Regions from separate parts of the Mus musculus genome. Here all the other regions are linked to region 1. Evidence: chromatin contacts called from public HiChIP or PLAC-seq and promoter capture Hi-C data. All regions are on one chromosome and are shown on one strand. The core of a region is the stretch at or near the end of the contact, and the rest is flanking DNA. Distances in the headings are between cores, read along the strand shown. Region 1 holds the start of Trex1 (three prime repair exonuclease 1). Region 2 holds the start of Manf (mesencephalic astrocyte-derived neurotrophic factor). Region 3 holds the start of Epm2aip1 (EPM2A (laforin) interacting protein 1). Region 4 holds the start of Rad54l2 (RAD54 like 2 (S. cerevisiae)).

Region 1 (6,177 bases), core at 2,739-5,238:
GGTAGGGTGGGGTGGCACTTATGTCCTTCTTCTCTGATCTCAGAGGGGTAGAGCCCTGGACTTAGGTTTTGAATTTGCCTGTTGCAGTTGCCAGACATTTGTCTTCTATTAGCATACAGCCTGGGCCCTGGGACCATGGGAAAAAAAGTTGGGGGCTCGGTGTGCTATTGGCAGTAATTTGGGTGATCTGCCAGTCTATGCTGTGTGCTGTCAAAGGGCAGACCCTCTATTCTATGGGTGCCCAGGTTGGGCAGGGAGGCCTCTTCCAAAGAGCACAGCCGCCTCCCATCTAGCCTCCCTGGGATGGAGCTATGCTTGTTAACCACGGGATAGCCTGGGATATCACACAGCCTGTATGAGCTGCAGTTCCTCAGCATGTGGCAGCCTGTCTTGACTCGGATCCCATCTTGCCTGGCTTGTGGCATATGCTTGACAGCCATATGGTTGCTTGGTAGGGAGAGACCAGGTGTGTGGGTAGGTGGGTACAGGATGCCCGCCTGGGGTAGGGGTGTGTGTGTGTGTGGTGCGGGTGGCTTTACATAAATTCTCAAAGAGCAGCCCTGTTGTATACATGAGGAATCTGAGGCTGAAATGGACTTATACCAAACAACTGGGGAGTTTCTTAAGAGTCTTTTGCCAAAAGGGGTCCCCTGGGAACAGGTGATGTGAGGGTGGCCGGTCATGGTGAAAGGTGGTTACACTGGCTCTTTGGCAGGTTCGGAGCGACCGTCGCCATTGGCGTGACCATCTTTGTGGTGTTTATTGCCACTATCATCATCTGCTTCACCTGCTCCTGCTGCTGTCTGTATAAGATGTGCTGCCCCCAACGCCGTAAGCCTGCCTTTACCGACTTGGTTCACCCATGCCGATACCAGAGTTTACCAACTCGGTCCACCCGTGCCGATACCAGAGCGGGAAAGGGTTGATAACCAGGAACCTGTTTTGACTAAGCGGGAGGGGCAGGCTTGGCCTCTTCTGGCCTAGGGAGCTGTAAGATTTTAACTAATCAGGATTCTCGTTGCAGCTGTCGTGACCAACACCACAACTACTACCGTGGTTCATGCCCCTTACCCTCAGCCTCAACCTCAACCTGTGGCCCCCAGCTATCCTGGACCAACATACCAGGGCTACCATCCCATGCCCCCCCAGCCAGGAATGCCAGCAGCACCCTACCCAACGCAGTACCCACCACCCTACCTGGCCCAGCCCACAGGGCCGCCACCCTACCATGAGTCCTTGGCTGGTAAGTATCACTGTGGATTCAGTAAACCTGCATGGTCCCCCAACTCATGCCTCTGCTCCTCGGGTCCTTTCCTCCTGGCTTGCCTGCCCACTTGCGTTGCAGCCCAGTGTCCCCACAGCTAACCCATGTCCTTTCTCCTTCCAGGAGCCAGCCAGCCTCCATACAACCCGACCTACATGGATTCCCTAAAGACAATTCCCTGAACCTGCCCCCAGCCTCTTTGGCTGCCATTTATGTCGTGTGTGAGTGAGTGATACGCAGAGTTCTTTACTGCTGTCTGTGGTGTGTGTGCCTTGTCTAGACATGTGGCTTCCTCTGCTGTTGACCAGGTAGGCGCAAGTCTTACCAGTGTGGGTCGGGACCAACCTGTTTTCTTCCTCACTTGAAATTGTACTTTCTGAAATTTCAAGCAAATTAAAAACAATAAGGTAGGAGGTATTTCCCACGTCACCCCAAGGTGACCAGCCATGGCCTGTCATACTTAGGAGAGCAAGCTTTTTGCGGGTACAGAGCAGGCTTTGGGGGGTAACCAGCTAGCTGCTGCTAGGCCTTTATTCCCAGGGTTTGGCTGCATTGGCAGTGAGGCAGGTGGCTGGGGGTGACACCAGGTGACAAGGGGACTCAGTGGCAGGGGGTCACACCAGGCAGAACACCATACACTCTCCATCAGCTGTCTGTCTGGATGTCACTGTCCTTCCCGGGGCTGTATAGAGGGCCACATGTGTTCACTATTCAGGCTCCACTGGGGGAATTTTCCTACCTTTGCTGGCTTGGCTCCTGCTCCCAGGCCAGGGACCTCGGTCTGTCTACTACACACTCTGGTTTCTCCCTGCACTGTCTTTTTACTGTTAGCCAAACATTTTGCCTGTTTTCTGTCTCCAGATGTGTGATAATTGGTGTGAGGTTGAAATCCCTGGTTCCTGGAGGACAGACAACCTGACCTCCGACTGTCAGTTTCCCTTGACACCATCTTCATAGAAATACCTGACTCCTGTACCACAGTCCAGTTTGTCCCAGTAGCAGGGACACCAAGGCCAATGGGTTATCTGGACCAAAGGTGGGGTGGAGGGCCTAGGTGGTATCTCCGGCCCAGATGTGAATACCTCCATATTCCCTGTTGGTTCCTGTTTCACTGGCTGTTTTAGCTTTGTGTTGATTGGTGTTTCTGAGCATTCAGACTCCGCACCCTCATTTCTAATAAATGCAACATTGGACCCGCTTCCCCTTTCTTCAGCGCCTAGGCAGCTGGCCTTGGCTCTACACCAAAAACTATTTCTGTCTACTTCTTGAACTTGTTTCTTCCCTCTGTTAATTAGCCTAACAGGTTTGATTGTCCTGCTAAGAGAGCAGGAGAGAGGGACTGTACCTCATCCCTAGGGCCTGAGCATGGCCAGAGGCCCAGGCTGAGAAGCAGAGGCGGCAAGCAGTCAGTGCTATGGAAGTCTTTATTCATCATATTTCCCCTCTTGACTTACTGCCCAGGTGAGGCCAGGAAGAGTCCATACAGAGTGGCTATTGCCAAGGTCAGGAGGGTCAGCAGGCTCAGTGGGGCCAGCAGCCCCTCCTGTGATGGGGCTTCTGGGACCTTCTCTGGAGGAGGACTCTTAGGTCGCCTGCTCCTGCCATTGCTGGGACTTCCATTGGCTGTGGCCAGGGGTGTAGTAGCTGTGGCAGCATGTGGCCTTAGGTTGGTTGTTCCAGTGGTAGCCGGAGTGCCGTACATGGGCTTGACGGTGCTAAAGGGCCGGGCATGTTCGTCCACCCACTGCAGTAGGGCCTGTGGCTTCCACTGACAGATGCTGAGCAGGGTTAGAACATCACCTTCAGCAGTATGTGAGTCTGTCGGTGCTTGCCAGTACAGGCGGGTGTAGATGCTGCCCAGGCTGTAGCTTTTCCTCGAACCATTCCCTGAGGGGCTGCTAGCTTGTTCCAAGGCCTTTAGGGCAGCGATGCTGTCCACACAGAAGGTACCATCTAGGGGACTGGGAGTGCTCAGCCTAGCAAGCTCTGTCTGGAGCAGAGGAAAGTCATAGCGGTCACCGTTGTGTGCCACAAGGCAGCAAGGCTGTGGCTGGCGCTGCAGGAAGGCTCGGAGCAGGATGGCCAGGTTGTCATCGAAGCGTTGACGCCCCTGTACTTCCAGCTCAGCTTTGCTCAGACCTGTGATCTCACTGGCCCCAGGGCTACAGGCTTTCCCTGGAGCAATGCACAGAGAGAGCTTGTCCACCACACGGGGCGGTCTGGGCACTGGAGGTGGATGTCCCTGAGAAATGGAAGTGTTCTCCAGAGCACGTCTGTGGACAGCCAGCAGGCACAGCTCTGTGACTTCGGGCCGAGACGAAGGCAGGCCAGTGGCTTCCAGGTCTAAGAAGATGAGGGTCTGCATGTGACCATGGGGCAGGGTCTGTGAGCCCATGCTGAACCTGGGGAGGAGATGGGGTAATGAGTAGCAGCAGGAAGGTCTCAAGTGGGCTGAGGTGGGGTGCAGAAAGGCAGCTCAGCCCTTCCCTTCAGCAGGTACTATCCAGGGCCACTAGAAGCTGGAGGGCAGGGTTGTTCTAGTGGGATGGATCCACTACTTATTTGCCTTTTGAGGGAGGCCCTTCCCCTAGTGCTGACTACCTTCAGGGTGAGGGAACCCTATTCTCTTCTGCCTTACCCCATACCCTTACTCCACACTTACCGAGAAGCAGGCAGCAAGGCACTCCGCTGGGTCTGCTGCTGGCAGCAGTGTGGCTGAGGAAGTAAAACTGCCTGGGTCCACCCATAGGCCTGCCTCCTGAACAGGGCCCGCCCTGCTGTTAGCCTGCCAGGCCTGGCCCTCGTGCTGACGCTCCTCCCTCCCTCCCCAAGCACCCCAAAGGCCTTCCTAGATCCATATCTGTGATCCTGCTGGCTGGTAAAATGGACTACTGCCCCAACACTGACAACTCAAACTGGGTTGTCTCTAGGATTCAAATGTGCCCGTGAGCCTCTGCCTTTTCTTGTCTTTCCCCCAGTCCTTGATCCAGGCCTTCCTAAAAAGGGCTGCCTCCTTGGCCACAAACGTACCCCTGCCCCCACCACGGCCCCCGCCCAAAGCTATGACTCAGGGTAATTCCCGAAGAGGGGCAGGGTTTTTCCTCAGGGCAGATCAGTTACCATGGGGGCCATCTCAACTCCAGCAGGAGTCATCTCATCAATTCTTGGTCTGCCCTGTCCCTCCCTCTCAGCCACACAAATCGGACTCAGGAAACAAAGCTTGTGTTCTCAGCAGGAAGTGCAGTTTTAATCAGTGGATATGGCAAAGACGGCGGTGGGAGCTGGCGCCACCTTGTGGCTGGATGCTCAGGCCCTCAGTTACAGTCCATCTCAGAGTCTTCCAAATCAGTCTCCGCAGCACAGAGGTCATCCAGGGCAGCCTCTGAGCCAAAAGGAAGAGGGGTCTGAGGTTAACTCGACAGCGTGGGGGCTTGGAGGCCCCCATGCTCCCTAGCGTCACAGGAACCAACCAGTCCCTTCTATGCACAGGCTTTGCTCCCTCAGCGACTGTGAGCAAAAGTGACACAAAGGCAATTCGGACAGATCTTTGTGGAAAACCATGGCTCAGCGAGGCCAATTCAATAGACACCATCAAATGGGAACCTGTCATACTCAAAGACCCAGAGCAGGAAGGTAATACCCATGTGCCAGGAATGGCTCTGGAGGCAAGGGGAGACTCATGGAAAGGAGTCTGACAGAGGCACACGAAGGCTAGGACAGTGTCGTGCTAGCTTACCTTCACAGTCAGTCACATCAGGAAGGGCTCGAATCAGCATGCTGACCCCTGGCATCACCTGGTCGTACTGATGCAGGACCTCGACACAGTGCACAGTGAAGAGCTTGTCCTTCTGAGATAGGCTATGCAGCAGCAGCACAGTGTCCCGCAGACAGCGTATCGTCTGCTTCTGCTGGTGGGTCCTTGGACCTCCTGCCCGCCGCACCGTCAGCCATTGCCTGTGCAACATCACAGTGAGCGCTCTGACTGCCTAGGGTGAGAGGGCACAGCCTGAGGTCCAGAGACTTACTCACCTCACCACTTCAAGATCAACAGGATTGCTCTTAACTAACTGAGCATCCATGATGCTGGTCTCTGGCCACTCACCTCTACATTGCAGTGACAGTCAGAACCAATGCCAGCGGGGGCAGGGCTCTGTACACTCAGCTTGGCCAAGAGCCATACTACCTGGAACAAGAAGAGATAGTACCCATCCCATGTAGAACAGACGGTTGTCACAGGGCTTTGGCGGGCATTTCTAAGGTGCTCTAGCTACGTCTACAACTGCTTGCCTGCACAAGTGGGGTACAAGTAGTGGTAGTCTCAGGCTTTCAGACTTGAATCTCACCAACAGCTTACTGCTTCCAGGACCAGGATCGGGGCCCCCAAAGCCCAGGCAGCTCTGCTGAGCACCACTATAACCCAGGATGTGCTTGTATTGAATCCCTGTGAGGAACCCCTACATTTTACCCGTTGCTGTTTGACAAACTGGCAAAAAAGGAATTGTAGCTCCCACTTTCCCACAAGGGAAGGAGACTCTGGGCTCTCGGGGGGTGGGAGTGAAGGGTGAGCAGTGTCTGAGTCTTACCTCTTGTTCCAGCTGAAGCCACTGTGTCTCTGAGGCCGTTCTGTCAGGCCTTGATGTGATGTACATGTACAGCCTCAGGAGAAGGCAGCCTTCTGAAAAGGATGCAGGCCTCACTCAGGGACCCCCTTTTCTTTTCTTTTTTAAATTTTTGGTTTTTCGAGACAGGGTTTCTCTTTATAGCCCTGGCTGTCCTGGAACTCACTCTGTAGACCAGGCTGGCCTTGAACTCAGAAATCCACCTGCCTCTGCCTCCTGAGTGCTGGGATTAAAGGAGTGCGCCACCACGCCCAGCTTATGGGACCCCCTTTTCATTGTAGTCTGGGGTACAAG
Region 2 (6,002 bases), core at 563-3,062, 2.2 Mb before region 1:
GATGGTAGAAGGCACAGGGTCCGAGTCACACTCACCGTATTTTAGTTCACAGATCTGGCTGTCTTTCTTCTTCAGCTTCTCACAGATCTTTTCCACAGGGATATGGTGGGCCAGGGGCTTCGACACCTCATTGATGATCTTGGTGGCAGCATCATCTGTGGCTCCAATGTAGTAGCACTGCAGCAAAAACCAAAACAAAACAAAATGAAAGCCTTGAAAAAAATCTGCATGCATGAGAGCATGTGTCAGAGGCCAGAAGGCATCAGGTTCCCTGGAGCTGCAGTGCAGGGTGCTGTGGATGCTGGAATTGAACTCAGGTCCTCCACAAGAGCAGCACACATTCATAACCAACTCTCCAGTTCCAGACAACTGTTAGGTCACCTTGAAAACCTCTCTTTGCCAAGGCTTCGGTTTGTTAGTCTGCCCAGATCTAGCTGTCCCAGGCCCGAGGCACTTGATATATGCTCAGCTGCAGAGTTAGAGTTCCGATGAGAGACTACCATGGAAATTAAAGCTACAAGAGGCTGATGCTCCGCCAGGGTCCTTGACCTTGACTTGGCCCTGGCCATCTCGGGGCACCTAGCCAACTACTTCTGGTTCCAATCACACCAAATTCATTCTGGTCTTTGGGCACTCCCATTGCCTGAGTTGTGCTCACTCCACCTCACTGACTCCCTGTCCTCAGAGGTAGATACCCACTACTTTCTCTCTCAGCTCCCACCCACCAACTCTCCTAGCTTATTTCCTTCATGGCATCTGGCATCACTGCCTTGCAGTTGCCTGTCATTTTCTCTCCTGGTCTTACCAATATTCAGCTTATAGCAATGTTTAATAAATAGAGGATAAAAACACTTAAACCTCACATTAGTATATATACAAGTCCCATCACAAAGTGGACAGTGCCCAAGAGCCAGGGACAGGCTGGGTGGGTCACCAGCTACTTACCAACCGATTCTCTTTGCCTCTTGCTTCACGGCAAAACTTTATAAGTTCTTCTTCAATAGTGGCTGGTGAAAATGTGACATCTCTGTCTTTGAGGTCCTGGTAAAATCGTCCCAGATAAGAAATACAAACTGGAAAAGAGGGAGGAGATGGTAAGTAATTATTAGTCTCCATTTCCCCTGGAAAAAACTCTGTCAGCAGTTTTGCTAGAAGGGATTAATTTTTTTTTTTAACTCGGGTACTCAGAAGTGCACAGAGCCCTTAGGTTGCTGGGGTCCTTGTACCCAGTTGCATGCTGGGAATGAACATTACCCAAGTGACCCACACACAACCCTCTCTGCTCTTTTCAAGTTTAAGTCTAGAGTGGACACGTGTCCTTGAGGGAACTCATTGTGACCTCATAAGGGACAGATTGAAGGCTGAAGCAAATGATCAAAATGCTCCTCATTCCAAATACATCGAACCCCCAAGTGCAGCTTAGTAACCCCGAGACGGTTGCGGCCCACAGGATGCCTTCCTGTAATCGCTAAAGTGATGGGAAGACAAAAACTCCCGGGATGTGGGCTTCCGGCCAAGTTATTAACGCTACTGAACCGACGCGTTCCCTTAAATGGGTCAACGTCTCTAGGCCCGGGAAATAAGTGAGGCCCTTTCTCCAGCGGAGCCCCGGGACGGGCCGTCGCTCCCACCCTTTCGCTTTCCTTGGGTTTAGCGCCGCCAGGCCGCCCCCATCCGGTCCCCCGCACCTTCACAGTCTCCTGGCCGCAGCGCCCGGCTGTCAGGCAGCACGCTCAGGGCCAGCGCTACCGCCAGCCCGCGCGTAGCCCACATCCTCCTCAGCCGTCTCCACCACCGCCGCCGCCGCGCGAATGAACCGCACCCGGCGCGGTGTTCCGCCTAGTGGGCTGGAACAGAAACCTGAGCTTCCCATTGGTGTGCGATCCCCGCGCCCACCCATATGCTGCATCCTCATTGGTCCACGTGCCCAGGAGCCCAGACCGGCGGCTCCACGCTACCCTCCCTCATTGGCTGCTGCTGTCTGGGACCTAGACAGTTGTCGGTTGCTGATTGAGCCTGGGCGGTCCATAGGGGTGCGGAGGGAAGGTGCACGGGTCGCCATGTTGGGTTAGGGCAGCTGCTTTGGCTGCTTACCCGGAACCCTCTCAATCTATTGACTCGACCCGAATGCCGAGTCTTGGTTCCACACCCACTCCTCCCGACGCCCGGACTCGTAGAGCAGCATTTCTGGCGCCACCCTATAGCCAGTAGGATGGGCGGCGGGAGCATGGATCAGAAGCGGTTCCTTGTTTTGAACTACCACGTGGATTGCCGAGCCAATCAAGGGGAACGTCCACTTTGATTCGCCGGCTTGCTCAGACCCCGCTTTAACCTGGGTCAGACGGCAGAACCTCTTAAACGAAAGGTCTCGGCCTGCCTAGTCGTTTCCCGTCCTGGGCCTCTGAGGACCTCGCGGCAAGGCTGCGAGCAGAGGCGTTGGTCTACCTTCCAAATGGAGGCCATGGGATCTTGGGAGGTTTTGTTCTCCACTCTTGGAGACACGAGGATGGGAACTGGAGACATTACCGCCTGGACTGCCCTAATGCTAAGTGCAAGGGCTTTGGCCACTCGCCCTGGAAGGCGGAATATGGAGAGCGGCCGACTAAGTGCAGAAAAGTATCTGGAGCTAAAAGGGCTTGGAGCCCGGCGACAAGGGTTTGAGAGGGGCACTTATGCTCCCATTCAGTGAAATCAGTGGATCAATATCAGGTATTCATCTTTAATTCACATCACAGCAGTCAAGGGATGGAGGTGGGGGAGTCAGTTGCCAGATATTTACATCTAAAAGTCACATTTTTTGTTGGATTTATAACATGCTACCACAATATATACAGTAAAATGCCTCTTGGGACACTGGCACAAATTTTTTTCTTTAACTTTTCTGGTACAGGTAAGATAATTTTAAGTCAGTTTTTCTTTAGACATGAATACACAAAAGAAATGGTTAGAAGTTTTCTTGTTTTAAATAAGCACAGAATGCCAGAGGTTAAAAACACATTTATAGGGCTTATTACCAATTAGACATACTCTATACATTTTTTTGCTCAAATTCCTGTACAAATACACAGCATTCAAATAGGTATTTACAAATACGCTTTAAACAATGAAAATCAGTATTTCACAATCTTTTCAAAGGATTCTGATCTCTGACCTCCCATTTCCCTCACACTGGCTGGTTTTTCAATAAAAAGTATTCAGAATAGGTCCATTTCATCCAGTTGGGGAAAATGGAGAGAAGTAACACAAATATATTTCACTTTGCATAAAGCAAGGTCAAGGAACTTAACCCTACATTCCCCTCCCTACCTCCTGTGCCATCAAGTGGAGAAAGGAGATGTCTGCATGTGATGACTGGCTGCCTCCGTGGACTGAGGTTCAGACGTGCCTGGAAACAAACCTAAAGCTGCCCTACCTAAGAATCACATCCCAAGCTAGACTTGACCCTCATACCTGTGAACCCAGACGGTCCAGAAACAAGCTTACCAGTGAGTCTGGGCTCAGGAACAGGTGTGTGTGCCCTTGGTGCTGGGGCTATTGGATTGGCCTACCTACATCCTCAACAGTCTCCACTCTGCCTGAATGATCCTGAGGGTATCAGAAAGCCCTACACTGTTGGTACCTGGGCCCCAACATACTGTGAACGGAAATGGGCCTTCTTTCTTTTCCTATAGGTTATTTGCTGACAGTTCTATTAAACTTGTTTCTAAGAGAAAAACACTGTGACCATGGGTTTTTCTGTTTGGAAAGAATTGTGGAGAAGGGATAAGCAGCTGGGGCCAGAACTTGGCCATAGCAGGCCAGAAGGCCAACTAGTTAAGGGAACAGGGGAGCAACATACCTGCTCATCAAGGAGAAGGCAGTTTTATGGCCATCACTGATGGGAATGTAAGCAAATAAAAGGAAAACAATTGCCTCAAGACAAGTTATTTTAAAAAGTAACTTAGAAGCACCCTGGTGAAATATTACCATACCCCCACCATAATACCAAGAGTAACGTCAGTGCCCTGACATGAAAGAATTCCCTATAAAGTCACCACTGTGCCCTACTTAACAGACTGGGGAGGTTTGAAAAACTGCCCTTCTGCCTGTCCTGAACCCTGAGTGGTGGGCAGTCCCTATGGGTTTGGAGTGGAGGGCTCAGTACTTGGCTGCTTGGAAGATAACAGTTTTACCTGTGTGGCTCTCTGCCTCCAAAAGGAGAAGTTTCCTCCCACCATTTATTTATTTATATATTTTTAAACCCAGGAGCTTGCTGAACCTGACCACACATCCTCAGGGCCTGGAAGCCAGGCTGGGCAGCCAACCCCAAGGCTCAGAGGTAGTGCTGAAAATCCCTGATTCAGGCTCTAAGCGGCAGGCATTTGGGGCCACCTGGGAAAGCAAAAGGTTCTCTGGCTCCTGCCACACTCCAGCCTCACTCTCACACCAGCTCTTTCTAATCCAAGGAAGGGGCCTAACTCACTGCAGGAGTGAAAGCCCTTCTAGCTTCATTTCAGTCAAGCCCCAGGACGAGAGATAATCACCCTTTCAAGTCCATTTTGAGCCACGGAGGCTTCTGCAGATCATGAGGTGTTTTGAGTGGAAAGGAGCGAAAGGTCCAAAATAAAAGTGATGAATAACGTCCAAGTGGGATAAGAGACCAGCCCGGCCCATGGAAGCCTGGCAGTATGCCCTGGGCATGCAGTTAGGCCACCATGTGCCTGACCAGCCCCTCTATTGCACACTCCTAGGAGGAGGAGTGGGCAGGTGGGCAAGCATTTGTGCAAAACGGCTTGTGGCCCCTCTGTCCACCTGTGACATGTAGTCCATGTGGTCCTTGCAATCCCTGAATGCAATCAAGAATGCTTCTGTCCATACGGCAAAGGAAGAGGCCCCTAGTGCAATTTCCATTCTTCAAATCTCTACCCTGGAGGGAGGGCCTGGGCTCCTACTCCTGGACTCTGCAATGCTGCAAAACAATTATGTCTGTGCAATATTTCCATATAGCTCCATGTGGTCTGGAACTGCAGGAGGAAGAAAGCAACTACTGCATAAAGAAAAACCCAGAGAAAATGGAAACGAAAAGAAAATGAAAGAAGCCACAACCCGTCATGCTGCTGTGGCCTCTGAACATGGCGAAACATGAGTTCACGGCAGTAGAACAGAGACTCTGGTGGCTTTCTCCTGAGTGCCAAGCCTCTAGCTCCCTGGGAGGGACTTGCTTCTCAGACCTGGAGTGCCTGGGCAAGCTGCTCATGGAAGGTGGTGGTGCAGCTGCCTCTCTGCTTCTCACTGTTCCCCTCGGCCGTGCTCCCAGGCCAGGCGGGCCTGTTCCTCCTTGACACTTCCAGGAGGCAGGGAGGCCTTGCGGTGCAGGCCCCTTGGCCTCTCAGCCTCCTCCCGCAATAGCATACCCTCATCATGCTCTAGGGCTGGCAGGCGGGGGTGATAGGGCTTGGGTGGCAGCGCAGGTGGGTCCATGGGATCCTGAGGGAGGACACACCCTGGGGCTGAGTGGCTCCTGCATGGCTGGGACTTGATGGCATCAAGGACAGCAGATTCAGAGAGGCTGTAGTGGACAGGGAGGTAGGGCGGCTCAAGGTCTTCATCGCCATTCCAGGCCTGGCTTGGCATGGAGTCCATGGTGTCTGTTCGAGGTGGGGCCTCTGAGGAATGCCCAAAGTTACTCTCACTTAAGGAGGATACACCGCTACTGGCGCTGCCAGACAGCGTGGAGTTGCTGCCATCCAGGCCCGATTGGGGGCTTGTAGGGGAGGCTGGGATGGGGTGGAGAGGAGACTGTGCGAAGGAAAGGGTGGGTAAGTTAGAACCCCTCTCTAGACAGGTGGACTGGCCTGCCATGTGGAGACCAAGAGTCAGCTTATCAATGAATTTTAAAGTCTCATCAGCTTCATGTCTGTTTCTTCAGCAATGACCCCTTAGGTATCTCCCCCCACAAAAGCAAGCTAGCGGAGCTCCAGCATCACTATGATGTCTGAGAGCCAATAAATGCCCCTGCCCTG
Region 3 (6,832 bases), core at 428-2,927, 2.2 Mb after region 1:
AGTAAGTTACTTAAGTAATAAACTTTTCTTAGCACCTCTGTATCAAAAACCTCGACTTAAATATTTAAGTAGGATCTGTGCATAATCTCTGCTTGCATGCGTTGCTATGCTACTTTTAAGCTTAGTTTTTTATTGTAGGTGATTCAGGCATAGTACAATTAAGTGAACAAGTTCTCCAGGTCATCCTAACACAGTAAAAGCAAAACCTATCCTAGGGCAGCCTATTGACACCAAATCAAATGTCCGAGGGCTCCCTGCTCCTTCCTCTGGTTATCTCTTCAGTTTCCTTTCCTCCCTGTGGCAGTGGTTCTCAACCTTCTTAAAACTGGGACCCATTGTTACATTGTGGTGACTCTTAACTATAAAATTATTTTGTTGCTACTTCATAACTGCAATTTTGCTATTGCTCTGAATTGTAATGTAAATATCAGAATTTCACGATGGTCTTAGGTGACTCCTGCATAAAGGTCTTTGGACCCCAAAGAGGGCCTGAGGTCATTTATCTCAGTGTCATCGTTCTGAATGCTTTGTCTTTTCAGTGCACTTCTGAACATTTGTCTTCTTTGGCTTTCACAACCATCAACTGATATTAACACAAAGTCCTTATGTACACAGTGTCCTTTTTGAACTTATTTGGTGGTGTGTCTACTTTGGGGTATACTATTCACTGTGCCTATTAAAGGTTAAACAGTACACGTTTAACTTCTCCCCTCCACAACCTGACGGGTCTAAGTCTCAGATGCAGGTCTAAGTCTCAGACTAGGGTCACTCACTAATTTGACAAGAGGAGAGTCAGAAAAAAAGCCCCATGTCCTGATACGTCTGAATAAAACTCAGAAGAAACTGTGCCTTGGATGTGTAGGGATTATTCCGGGAATGAATGATAAACCTAAAATGGCACACTCTGAAGACTGTTTCTCTTCCACCCTTACACATTCACACATCGTCAGCCGCGCATCTTCGTTGTATGTAACGTGGCGGCGAGCCGCATACTCCAGGAAGATACCATTAAACCAATACCACGCGTGCTTCCCCTACTTGCGACCCAAACAGGTCTCGCGCAAGTCGTGAGGACCTTCGGCCGTGTGCATAATGGGAAACCAGCCTGGCACGCGCAGGGTCCCTGTGCCCGATGCCCCCACGGTCCCCGTGCTCGGTGCCCCGCACGGTGGCCGACTGCAGCAGGTGGGTCGGCCCGCCCCGGCTCTCAGTCGGGGAACTCGGCTCCGCTCCCTCCGTACCAGTTTTCTATCATCTCTTTGATAGCATTGGCCGGCCGCTGAATGACTTCCCCCGCCGCTATGCGGTTCACTACCGTCTCGTCCAGACGCCGAATAACTCCTGCTACAAACGCCATATTGGCGCCCGAGTTCCCAGTCAGCCAATCACTCGAGCTCCTCACGCTCAAGTTCTTCCTTCAGCTTCGGCCGACTGCAGTCCTGCGCCGTCTTCCCAGCGGCAAGTGCTGATTGGGCAGCATGAATGCCAGTCAAGCGCTTTTACACGTCAGTTCCTGGGATCTCTGTCCCGCTCTAAACAGCGGCCCGACACCAGGCTAGAAGGCAACGCGCTTGCGCGTCAAAGTTCACGGTCCGCTCTTCCTATTGGCTCATTTCTGAGAGCTGAGGGAATACGAAATCTCCAGCCAATAGGAACGGAGGTGCCCTGGCGGAGGCTGGTGCACCCCTGCTCGGGTGATCTGGCGCAGAACCCAGGGGGTGCTTGGCGTTCGTCGGGCTCCTCCCCGTTTGCTGCGGCCTCAGAGCTCGGCGTTCTCCTGTGGCCTCCGCAGAATGTGGATGACGCCCAAGAGGATTAGGATGGAAGTCGACGAGGCTCTGGTGTTCCGGCCCGAGTGGACCCAGCGATACCTGGTGGTGGAGCCTGCGGAGGGTGACGGGGCCCTGTGCCTGGTGTGTCGCCGCCTGGTCGCCTCTACTCGGGAACGCGACGTGAGGCGCCACTACGAGGCCGAGCACGAATTCTACGAGCGGTTTGTAGGGGACGAGGAACGCGCGGCCCTGGTCGAGCGTCTGCGGCAGGGTGACATGTCTTTGGCCGCCGTGCTCACTCCGGAGGAGAGAGCGACCCGGGCAGGCCTCGGCCTCTGCCGCTTCTTGGCCTTGAAGGGTCGCGGCTGGGGTGAGGGTGACTTCGTACACCAGTGCATGGAGGTGTTGCTGAGAGAGGTGCTGCCGGATCACGTCGGCGTCCTGGAAGGCATTGACTTGTCTCCAGAGATCACACGGCAGAGGATTCTGAGCATTGACAGCAACCTCCGCAGCCAGCTGTTTAACCGAGCCAGGGACTTTAAGGCCTATTCCCTTGCTTTGGATGACCAGGCTTTTGTGGCCTATGAGAACTACCTGCTGGTCTTCATCCGTGGCGTCGGCCGCGACCTGGAGGTGCAAGAAGATCTTCTGACGATTATCAACCTGACTCATCACTTCAGTGTTGGGGCTCTCATGTCGGCAATTCTGGAAGCCCTGCAGACAGCAGGGCTCAGCTTACAGCGAATGGTTGGACTGACCACGACCCACACTTTAAGGATGATCGGCGAGAACTCCGGACTGGTCTCCTACATGAGAGAGAAGGCCGTGAGTCCCAACTGTTGGAACGTAATCCACTATTCGGGATTTCTTCACTTGGAACTGTTGAGTTCTTATGATGTTGATATTAATCAGATCATAAATACCATATCTGAATGGGTAGTTATGATTAAGACCAGAGGTGTTAGGCGACCGGAGTTTCAGCCTCTACTAACTGAGTCTGAGTCAGAGCATGGTGAAAGAGTTAACGGACGGTGTTTGAACAACTGGCTGAGAAGAGGCAAAACGTTAAAACTAATATTTTCACTAAGAAAAGAAATCGAGGCGTTCTTGGTCTCAGTGGGGGCAACAACAGTTCATTTCTCAGACAAGCAGTGGCTTTGTGATTTTGGTTTCTTGGTAGATATTATGGACTATCTTCGAGAGATCAGTGAAGAACTGCAGATCAGTAAAGTCTTTGCTGCTGCTGCCTTTGAACGCATCTGCACCTTTGAGGGTAAGCTGAGTTCACTTCAGAGACATATGGAGGAAGTAAATCTAACAGACTTTCCTGCCTTCAGTATAATCGTTGATGAACTTAAACAGCAGTTTAAGGAAGATCAAAAAATATTTGATCCTGACAGGTATCAAATGGTGATCTCCCGCCTACAGAAAGATTTTGAGAGACATTTTAAGGACCTCAGGTTCATTAAAAAGGACTTAGAACTTTTCTCAAATCCATTTAGCTTTAAACCGGAATATGCGCCTATTTCTGTAAGAGTGGAGCTAACAAAACTTCAGGCCAACACTGACCTGTGGAATGAGTACAGAGTCAAAGACTTGGGACAGTTTTATGCAGGACTGTCTGGTGAAGCTTACCCAATTATCAAAGGGGTTGCCTATAAGGTGGCATCCTTATTTGATAGTAACCAGATCTGTGATAAGGCTTTTGCATATTTAACTCGAAACCAGCACACATTGAGCCAGCCACTGACGGATGAGCATCTCCAAGCACTGTTTCGAGTTGCCACAACTGAAATGGATCCTCGTTGGGATGATCTTGTGAGAGAAAGAAATGATTCGTAAGCCGTTGTGGTCCAAGAAGTTGATTTGAAAAGGGAAAATTAATTTGATTTTTCTTTCACATTTCCTCATTTGGATGGTTGGAAAGCATTGAACTTACTACAGATGTTCAAATTGATAAGCATTGAAATCTTTCTGACAAGTTGCCTTTCTCCATCTCATTTGGCAACATGGGACTGACTGAAGCATAAGAATACCACCTTTAAAAAACTTAGTTTAATGGAAAAGTCATTGTTCTTTCCTTTTATTATTACTGATTTTCAACAAATTTAGTATTGATATTGTCAGTTGAACTAGAAGTCTGGTTTTAAAATGGTTTAAAGATATATGCCAAAAGTTTCAGCTCTTATTTTGACACAGTGGAAAGTGTGACACGTGGTTTGAAATGACCAACTCCTTAAAAGTGTATTTGAGCCAGTTTACAGAAACTCACATATCAAATTAAGTTTCTGAAAAGGAATAGCATAAACACAGTGGAGGTATTTTATCTAGATAACAGAATTTAAGATTATTTTTTAAAGCATATTTCTAAGTAAATACAATCCCCCCATCCCCACCTACCCAGTTGATGGTGACATTACGGATGGAGGAAGTAATCAATTTGGTGTTGGAGCAGCAAGAATTATTTTAAATTCCTGATTTAGGAGTTTCTTACTATCAGGAGTTAAGAATAACCAATTATTGGTGGTTTGCTCCTTATTTTTTCACAGCTGGAGCAATTTTTTCAGCTCATCTATCAAAGGACCATGGTAAGTATGGAATCTTGATCACTGCCAGTCAGTAATTTTTTTTTCCCTGCTCTAGACAGAACTTTGGCCCTATCCAAACAGTAAAGGGGAAAGACTTTTACACTTCAAGATCAGGAGTTCTGAAGGTTTTAGCTCGTTTGTCTTATCTGCATGGGTATTCATGTTTTATAAGGAAACCATGCTTAAGGGAGACACTTTATTTTGAAGTGATGAGTCAGATTTTGTTAGGTGTAGGAAATGGATTTATTCTAGAATTTAGAACTGTCTCGCACATTGAGTAGTTAAGACAGTGCACAAGTAAAAATATTTAAATCTCAAGAAGCAACCTTATCCACAGACTGTAATAATTCCTATTTCTGGAGACATTGGTTTTGTGCTATGATGTTATCAGACTTTCTAACTGTGGAGAAGACAATCTTAAGGTAAAGCTCAACCTGAAGCCTGATCTAAAAGCAGCACTGATTTGTAACTCCTCCTCGTGCAGTTTACAAGCTGATGTGCTCCGTTCTGTCTTAAATACGGCAGCACACTGTCGTGTTGCACATTCGAGGAACCTTATTACAACCAAGCGTTTGGAAGGAACTGATGCTTAAGCCACACGAGTCTAAGAGCCAAAGTTAGATCAGTGGTTCTAAACCAAAGGTAGAAGCCCTTCCTTCCAGAGAGTGCTGGAAAGGGTTAGGGCACCTTTGTAGTCCTGGAGGGTTGTGCTGGCAGGTAAGCCAAGAAGAGCTCTCCTTCCTATGGTGGTCAGACAGCCTGATGCCATGAAGAGTCATCCATTACTCCCAAAGTGCCAGCACCTCCCCCTCCCCCACCAAGCATACATCATCTTACTTCAAAGGACAGGAAACAATCTCCAGCGGAAGCTGATGGTGTATACTTGATAGGGAAGCCTAGTTCCAGCAGTTCAGAGGAGAAAAGCTAGTGTCAGATTGACATTTTCCTTATCAAAGAATGAGCTTAAGTACCTGGAAAATGAGTCTACTGGTAGTTTCCCAGGAGCTTTGTGGATTACCTTTCACAATAAATACGTAAAATACTTTTATTATTTGAGAGAATGATTGGAAGTCCTGAAAGCTGCTTCTACTTTCTATTTTAGTCCCCTAAATATTAATATCTTGTGCATTCTATCAAGTTCTTGTGTTTTGCTTAAGGTGATAATAAAGCTAGTTTGCATCATGTAACCACTGTGTGAATATGGGGGAGATATAAATAAGCTAAGGGATTTTTTTAAATTAATCCTTAGCAAGTTTGCTGTAACTAGTCTTATTTTTTGTTTTTTTCTTCGTTTAAGGCAGTGGTTCTTAACCTTCCTAGTGCTGCGACCCTTTAATATAGTTCCTCATGTTGTGGTAACCCCCAGCCATAAAATTATTTCTTTGCTATTTCATAACTGTAATTTTGCTACTGTTATGAATTGTAAATATCCAATATGCAGGATAGATATCTGATATTCGACCCCCCAGAGGGGCGAGACTCATGGGTTGAGAACTTCTGGTTTAAGGTGTTTTGCTGTTTTTTGTATTTCTGGAAGTAACTCTAGCTGCATGGCAGTTTTTTCTTTCCTTTTTCCGTTTTAAATATATAGTTGTTACTGGTCCTGTGGTATCAGTGAATATAGTTCAAATAAGTGCCATTTAAAGCAACAACAATTCTGTGTCCTTAACTGTCCTTTCCCATTTCTCTCATTCCCACTAGTTCAAATATTTGCTTGCCCAGGCTCCCATATTGCCCATCAGATCACTCAAGTTCAGTGTGTTTTGTCAGTATTTTTGCCTTCTTGAAATCATTGTAGCATTGCAGAGACACCAACTCCAGTAATTGTAGTCACCTCTTCCTTAAGTATGTCTGTCTGGTTGTTTTGTTTGCTGTTCTGTTTTGTTTTCTTTTAAGACTCCCTTACCTCATATTCCTACATTACTTCCTTAGTTGATCTCTTTCTATGACTTTAGTTATCACCTGTATGCAGATACTTCCAAATTTTTGTCTCCTGAGATTTCCCTGTAAATCATAGTTGCTAATATTGCTAACTCTTTGCTCTTTCACATCTTGGCTCTTTCTCCCAGACCTGCTCTTCCTCTCACTTTCCCTTCAGCAGATGGCTTTACAGTCAGATCACTCATACCACTCCCCTGCCTTCATTGCTATCAAGGTAGATAGAAGACAAACTTCTGTTCATCTTGCAGAACTTGGCTTACATATCATCTAAGAAGCTTCAGGGGTATCCTCTAGGCCAGGTACCCAACTACACGTGCTGAACACCCTGTCCTTTCTACTTAGCATCTCTTACTGTGCGTTGGTCATTGCTAGACTGGACCAGAGGGACGTTTAATCCATTGTTTCATCTCTAGTGCCTGGCATTTGAACAAATGCTTGGGCAAATAAATACTTGTGTGGTTTTTTTTGTTTTTTATGAAACCTTCACAGTCTTTTTTGACCGTCACGGACATTTTGCCTGTTCTCTGAATA
Region 4 (6,250 bases), core at 1,028-3,527, 2.3 Mb before region 1:
AGTGAGTTCCAGGACAGCCAGGGCTACACAGAGAAACCCTGTGTACCACCATGGCCTGGCAATTAATAATTTAAGAAATTATTCTTAAATTTAAGGGAAAAAACCCCTAGAATTAGAACTAGCAGTACAGGACTGGAGAGATGGCTCACCGGTGAAGAGCACTGACTGCTCTTCCAGTGGTCCTGAGTTCAATTCCCAGCAGCCACATGGTGGCTCACAACCATCATAATACCCTCTTTTTGTGTGTCTGAAGACAGCTACAGTGTACTCATATAAATAAATTAAATAAATCTTTAAAAAGAAGAAGGAGGAGGAGGAGGAGGAGAACAACAACAACAACAACAACTATCAGTACAGGCACACAAAGAACTACTTATTTCACTTCTCACTTGACAATACTAGCTTGCAACTAGGTAATAAATACATCCTATACACTCAAGATAAATTCAGATGGTGCACTGATCCTGATATGGCTTTGTTCATATAGCTTTCCCTTTAATATATATAAAGAACCAACTTCTGCCTGCAAAGTGCATGCAGAGCTCTGGTGTGTGGCTATAAGAATCAGAGCTGGAGTTTACACACTGCCTCTAGAACAGAATCACTCAACACAATTAATATTTGTAGTGAAGATAAAATCCTGTGAGAGCAAGGATGCTGAGATGATAACGACAAAGATTTAGCAGATTCAATGTAATCACTTCATGGCAGTAAGAGATAATGAAACTTCATGAATTTAGGGGTCTAAAGAGCTTTGAGCAGCAGAAATTATAAAGATTTTTTTTCACATCCTCCTCTATAGTTACATATATTAAAATATACCAAAAAAAAAAAAGTTAGTGAAGCCTTTTACATTAGTTTGGGCTTAGAAGAATTGTACTGAAAGCTCCAAGAATTACAACATACTATGGGGTCTAGGTTTGTGGATCATTACAAACAATAGCCACAGTGCTAAAAACAAAATATGAGTCACAATTCAAAAAAGAGGGCAAAGGGGGAAAAAATGAACAGAGAAAAGCTTTAAAGTCAAATACCATTAAGAAATTTGTTACTTAAATGACTGCCGGCGACAGCCACCACACTGACTTTGGAGTAAGAAGGAAAGGTCCACACTGTCCTCTCCTCTAGAACAAATTCATTAAGCCCCCCCAAATACCCATTCCAGCTTCAAAGTCCAGGCATCAACAGTCAGCCACATCCGCCAGCAAGAGCAGTAATCTAACAGATCTGAGTCACACACTCCCCCGCAGTAAGAGGTCATTCTCTAGCAGGAAGCCCACTCTGCAAAGTGCTCTTGTTCTACTCCCAGACAGCCACCATGACCCACATAAAGCCAATTCTTCGACCCCAGAAGCTGCCGGCCATCTTCTCCCTCCCTCCCCAGCTCGCATCGGCCTTTTCCTAACCCAATGCAGCTAACACTACTCCTGTGACAAGTTTCCTACCTGAGAACCACTCTTAACTCGGATACATCTTAGCCGTGAAGGATCCATCTAGCTCCTAGCTCAACTCTTTTGTGCCCAACTAAGCTCGTGCCTTTCCAGGAACTACTCACCAATTACCTCAGAGAAGCTAAACTCTCCATGCCTCTTCTCCCCAAACCCGACTCAGCCTAACAAATTCTCAGACGGCCCGAGGGAGTTCAGAGACCCACACCTATGTCCACTAGGGACCAAGCCACAGGGGTCCCTAAAATTCGAACCACAATCCCTCTCCCTCAAACCACGGCACGGTTTGCCGGTGTTATAATATAACATCAGGAGCGCATAGCCACTGTAGTTCAGTCTCGGTAATTACGACTGCCTTCCTTGACAACGAAATCCCAAAATATCAAGCCACTGAAGTCCCGGGTGGATGCCAAGACCCCCTCCAAGCCTACAGTCACTGGAGTTTCCCAGGTCGGACGCAGCTCCCCCCAAGGCCCAAGCCGCCAGGAGTAGCTTGCTACCCCAGGCTGCTGCACGCCGGGGACTCTGGCCGCGTCCCCATTGTTGCGGGTCCCAGCGGCCCCGGCAGGGAGTAAGGGGACCGCAGGGGCTCTCACCTCCCGTGCCACGGATCCGGGCCGCACCGGACCGGGCTGGGCCGTAGGACCTCGCGTTCTGCCGCACCCTCTTGGACAGTGTCTGCGGCGGCGGGAGCCGGAGAAGCGGCTGAGGCGGGAAGCAGCCAGCCAGGCCCGGGCGCCGCAGGCTGGCTCTGGCCGAGGGTCGGTCTTCTCCGGCGGCGGCGCTCTCAGCCTCCGCTCGCGGTCCGCGCCAGAAAGCTTCCCCCTCCCGGCCCTCTCACCCGGCCACCCGGGCGGGAACACAAGCCACCCGCAGCAAAGTTCCGCTGTGAGTCCTGTTGTTCTTTCCCAGGGAAAGACACTAAACGGCGATTCTTGGGTGAGTAAGGTGTATTTACTACAGAGGACCTTTTCATGAATAAGTGAGACTAAAAAAATAAAATAAGAAATAAAACAAAATCGAAAACAAAAACAATCCCATGCTAGAACCTGCCTGGAACTGGTAGAGCCAACTGAATGGATTTTACTAACTACCAAAAACACACACTTATCAGTACAAATGAGCCTGAGCTCCTACACTTCTCAATTTGGTATTACGTCAAAACATACCGGGAACGAGATAGTGCGGATATGAGGTGTAAATTCGTTGAGGGTGCTGTCAAAAGTCAATGCTACTACAGCTGTAGCTTCCAACAAAAGTTGTTCTTCCTTGAATTGATGCATGCCATTGTAATTCTCGGTCTTCCTCCCTTCCTCCCTACCTGTCCGTGGTTCCTGTTGACTGCAGCTGTCTCCAGAAAACTAGCAGAGGCGACGGCCGAGTTGGGAGGGGGGAGTACTGCGGAGGGGGGATCGCACTCAAACGTAGGTTTCTCCCTGAAGTTGGAGATTGTTATGCTCCACTTTCTTATGAGCTGTATTGTTGTCTCTTTCCACTACATTACCTTGGCTCTCCACCCGCAACCCCCACCACCGCCAAAGTGAATATGAGCGAAAGATGAAAATATTGGGTATGTGGGTCTGGTTTTTTTTTTTTTTAAGTTTTTTTTGTTTGTTAGGTTCATTATTGGTTTTTGTTGTTGTTGTTTTGGTTTTTCGAGACAGGGTTTCTCAGAAATCCACCTGCCTCTACCTCTCAAGTTCTTGAATTAAAGGCATGTGGCACCAGTCCAGTTATTAGAACCATCTCTCAAATTACAAAAGTTTAAATATGTACAGATAATAGCCCTATAAATGACCAGAGGGACAAAAATGAGACCAGAGACTCTAAAGGAGCCTTACTTATTATCTCTCTTCACATAAGTGAGCTTATATGAAGAACTTATTTCTCTTTCATAACTGAGCTTGGAGTAACAGGAGCCAACAATGGCTCCCCGCCCTCCCCCACCGCCGTCCCGTTCCCCCCTCCCTCCCCGTGATAGAAGTTTCTTCTATTCTTTCCTCTCAGGAAGCCACTGTTCTGAAACATATAGATGGCTATTGATGGCTCTTCATTCAAATAAACTTAAAAGAGCTGGGCAGTGGTGGCGCACGCCTTTAATCCCAGCACTTGGGAGGCAGAGGCAGGTGGATTTCTGAGTTTGAGGCCAGCCTGGTCTACAGAGTGAGTTCCAGGACAGCCAGGGCTACATAGAGAAACCCTGTCTCAAAAAACCAACTCCCCCCCCCCAAAAGAGCTGGTCTTCCTTGCTAATAGTCAAGTGGATCTATTTTTGAAAGTTTTCTTTGTTTTCCTCGTGAAATTAAAAACGGATTAGGCTTTTTGGAAATTCAAATTGAACCTAGAAGGCAACAGTAGGAGAAGCCCTAATTTAAGGCTAGCCATTGAGAGAGAGAGAGAGAGAGAGAGAGAGAGAGAGAGAGAGAAAGGCATAAAAAGAGAGGGGAGAGGGCAGGAATGAGGAGAGGGGAGGGGGAGAGGAACGGGGAGGGTAGAGAGGAGAGAAGAAGGCAGGGGAGGGGTCGAGGGGAGGGGAGAGAGAGGGAAGGGAGAAAGAGTTAGAGAGGAAGGGAGGGAAGGAGAGGAAAGGAGGAAGACAGGAGACTGGAGGGGAATGTGGTATCTGCCAGAGGTGTCAGGCACTGCCAATACAATACGCCTGCCGGAGAAGGCAGGGCAAAGTCCAGGAGTCCACAACCAGACCAGAAGGGGAAAATAGGATCTGGGACAAATGCAGTGGTTCCCAGTCTCCTCTCTCTGAGTACCAGTGCACTGCCAGTGTTCTACCTGGAGAGAAAGTCAAGAACTGGGGTCCTTGCCGACGCTTCCCCTCAGGGCATCTGCACACCGGTCAGGAAGGGGAAAGTGGAACCAGAGATTCACTCAAGAGCAAGTGCGCAGTACTGGAGGGGCAGGAGAAAAAAAAAAAAAAAAAAGGCCTTCAGGAGTCTTAATGTCACAGCTCATTTAGGCAAAGGCCTTCCCTGAAACGATCTCTAATGAAGCAGATTTCTGAGACCATCCTTGCTTGTTTGTATTGCTTAACTGGGGATGAGTGTAGATGCATACACCTTATCTGGGTGAACCAGGGATTATATACTTTTGGGGGAAGGGGCGTGAGAACATCCAGGAGGGGAAGGTCACTGGCTGAAGGCTAAGGCTATCCAGATATCTCATCAGCAAGGAGTACTCCAGGTGCTAAGCTAAGTGGCTGAGTGCCCGCGGTCCTCTCAGATGGTGGTCTCACGAGCAGTCAGTGGAGGTTGGGAGTGGGCAGCTCCACTCTTACCATCTCAGACGTCTGAGATACTCAGGCTTTGAGCACACCCTGCTTCACAAGTCCTAATGCCAGTCTGGTAGCATAGTCCCACACACCCTACAGGAGAGGGGAGGGGAAGGGAGGACAGGGGAGAGGAGAGGAGGGTAGGAAAGAGAAGAAAGAAGGGGAGGGGCAAAAGAGAAGGGGAGAGAGAGTTTGGCTTTCATTGCTATGAATTCACACCTGGGGGGCGGGACTTTGCCTGTATTTTGCCCAACCCCAATCCAAGTAGTGCCTCGACCAGCTAGACTTCTGGCCCACCCTCACTTCTGAATGCCAAAGCCATTGTCTCTCTGAAACATGGTTTCAAAGTAACAGAGAATTGTTTTATTTTTTCAACAGCCATCCCATGTAGTGAGAGTTTTGGTTTCTTTCTTTCTTTCTTTCTTTCTTTCTTTCTTTCTTTCTTTCTTTCTTTCTTTCTTTCTTTCTTTCTTTCTTTCTTTCCTTCTTAAAGATTTTTTAAAAATATTATTTATTTATTATTATTTATAAAAGTACACTGTAGCTGTCTTCAGACAACACCAGAAGAGGGCATCAGATCCCATTACAGATAGTTGTGAGCCACCATGTGGTTGCTGGGAATTGAACTCCAGACCTTTCTTAACCAATGAGCTATTTCTCCAGCTTGAGTTTTGGTTTCTTAAAAACAACAACAAAAAAAAACAAATAAACAAAAAACTCCCAGCTATGTTATATGAATATGTTTGTGTTTAAATCCCAACTGTGGGATATAGGGATGCTTCTGTTTGTCCACAGTCCTTAACTATGATGCTCTTGGGGAGGGGGAGGGTCGTGGGTTTTGCCAGCCATAGATAGTTTAATTCTGGGAACACTGGAGAAGGTGTAAATGCCAGAGCCCCAGAAGGTTAGAAATTCAAAAGCCCTGAGATGGCCTGTGGCAGGCAGGTACTGCCGCCCACTGGTGTTGTGCTCACTATTGCTAAGTTGCTCGATATTCCAAAGATGAAGACTTGCCTTGCCACATGGTCAGCAGGAAGTGGCCTATAGAGGTCTATGCCCCTTTCCCTTCTAACCTTCTTTCTCTCTTACCTAGTTAGTGTTGGGGGATTGGAAGAAATTAGGTTGGAATGAGGATTGGAAGGGAGGTAGATACATAAGAATCCAATAAAATAATAAAATAAATGTGCCATTGATCCTATTCTTGAGTTTTATTGTGGTACTTTTTTTAGGGATGTGGGAGGTCTTAGTACGTTGCCTAGGCTGGTGTGGAACTTGTGAGTGGAAGCATTCCTTCTTCCTGAGTTCCTCAAGTAGCTGGGACTACTGGTATACCATCTGCACCACCATGCCCAGCAAAACACGATCGGTTTCCTCTATAACAGTGGCTTTTGCTTTCCATGCTGGAGATCAATCCTAGAGCTACTGTGTATGCTACAGAAGCAACCTTGCCTATGAGCTACACCCCCAGCCCAAGGACTACCCCTGCCCCATCTTCTAGCTGCATACATTTCATATCACC

The links. Promoter capture Hi-C pulls out the DNA fragments that hold promoters and counts their contacts. HiChIP or PLAC-seq counts read pairs in DNA pulled down with a chosen protein or histone mark.
Region 2: an H3K27ac HiChIP or PLAC-seq map of thymic regulatory T cells shows a contact between it and region 1, with 14 times the contacts expected there. The contact joins the promoter of Manf here to the promoter of Trex1 in region 1. A contact is called at or near these places in 3 of 39 promoter capture datasets (liver and pre-B cells), 2 of 484 Hi-C or Micro-C datasets (B cells and CD4 T cells), 2 of 115 datasets of contacts at active chromatin or transcription factors (regulatory T cell precursor and thymic regulatory T cells) and 2 of 9 other capture datasets (adipose tissue and liver).
Region 3: a promoter capture Hi-C map of pre-B cells shows a contact between it and region 1, with 4 times the contacts expected there. The contact joins the promoter of Epm2aip1 here to the promoter of Trex1 in region 1. A contact is called at or near these places in 4 of 39 promoter capture datasets (fetal liver, liver, neutrophils and 1 more), 2 of 115 datasets of contacts at active chromatin or transcription factors (astrocytes and bone marrow-derived dendritic cells) and 2 of 9 other capture datasets (adipose tissue and liver).
Region 4: a contact with region 1 is called in an H3K27ac HiChIP or PLAC-seq map of bone marrow-derived dendritic cells, with 6 times the contacts expected there. The contact joins the promoter of Rad54l2 here to the promoter of Trex1 in region 1. A contact is called at or near these places in 2 of 115 datasets of contacts at active chromatin or transcription factors (bone marrow-derived dendritic cells and regulatory T cell precursor).

The regions. Positions count from the first base shown.
Region 1 is chr9:109,055,263-109,061,439 of GRCm38.p6, forward strand. It overlaps Trex1 (three prime repair exonuclease 1), which reads right to left and starts at 3,989. Exons shown (of 2, transcript NM_001012236.1): 1 at 3,927-3,989; 2 at 2,670-3,666. The coding sequence starts at 3,659. The coding sequence ends at 2,715. Atrip (ATR interacting protein) reads right to left here. Exons shown (of 13, transcript NM_172774.3): 10 at 5,848-5,939; 11 at 5,367-5,447; 12 at 5,001-5,250; 13 at 4,485-4,646. The coding sequence ends at 4,579. Atrip-trex1 (Atrip-Trex1 readthrough) reads right to left here. Exons shown (of 14, transcript NR_153412.1): 10 at 5,848-5,939; 11 at 5,367-5,447; 12 at 5,001-5,250; 13 at 3,927-4,646; 14 at 2,671-3,666. It overlaps Shisa5 (shisa family member 5), which reads left to right. Exons shown (of 6, transcript NM_025858.3): 4 at 716-831; 5 at 1,025-1,243; 6 at 1,388-2,530. The coding sequence ends at 1,446.
Region 2 is chr9:106,890,126-106,896,127 of GRCm38.p6, forward strand. It overlaps Manf (mesencephalic astrocyte-derived neurotrophic factor), which reads right to left and starts at 1,813. Exons shown (of 4, transcript NM_029103.4): 1 at 1,689-1,813; 2 at 946-1,073; 3 at 36-177. The coding sequence starts at 1,773. Dock3 (dedicator of cyto-kinesis 3) reads right to left here. Exons shown (of 53, transcript NM_153413.2): 53 at 2,700-5,778. The coding sequence ends at 5,269.
Region 3 is chr9:111,270,168-111,276,999 of GRCm38.p6, forward strand. Epm2aip1 (EPM2A (laforin) interacting protein 1) reads left to right here and starts at 1,678. Exons shown (of 1, transcript NM_175266.4): 1 at 1,678-6,832. The coding sequence starts at 1,794. The coding sequence ends at 3,614. Mlh1 (mutL homolog 1) reads right to left here and starts at 1,441. Exons shown (of 19, transcript NM_026810.2): 1 at 1,242-1,441. The coding sequence starts at 1,357.
Region 4 is chr9:106,786,936-106,793,185 of GRCm38.p6, forward strand. Rad54l2 (RAD54 like 2 (S. cerevisiae)) reads right to left here and starts at 2,278. Exons shown (of 22, transcript NM_030730.2): 1 at 2,045-2,278.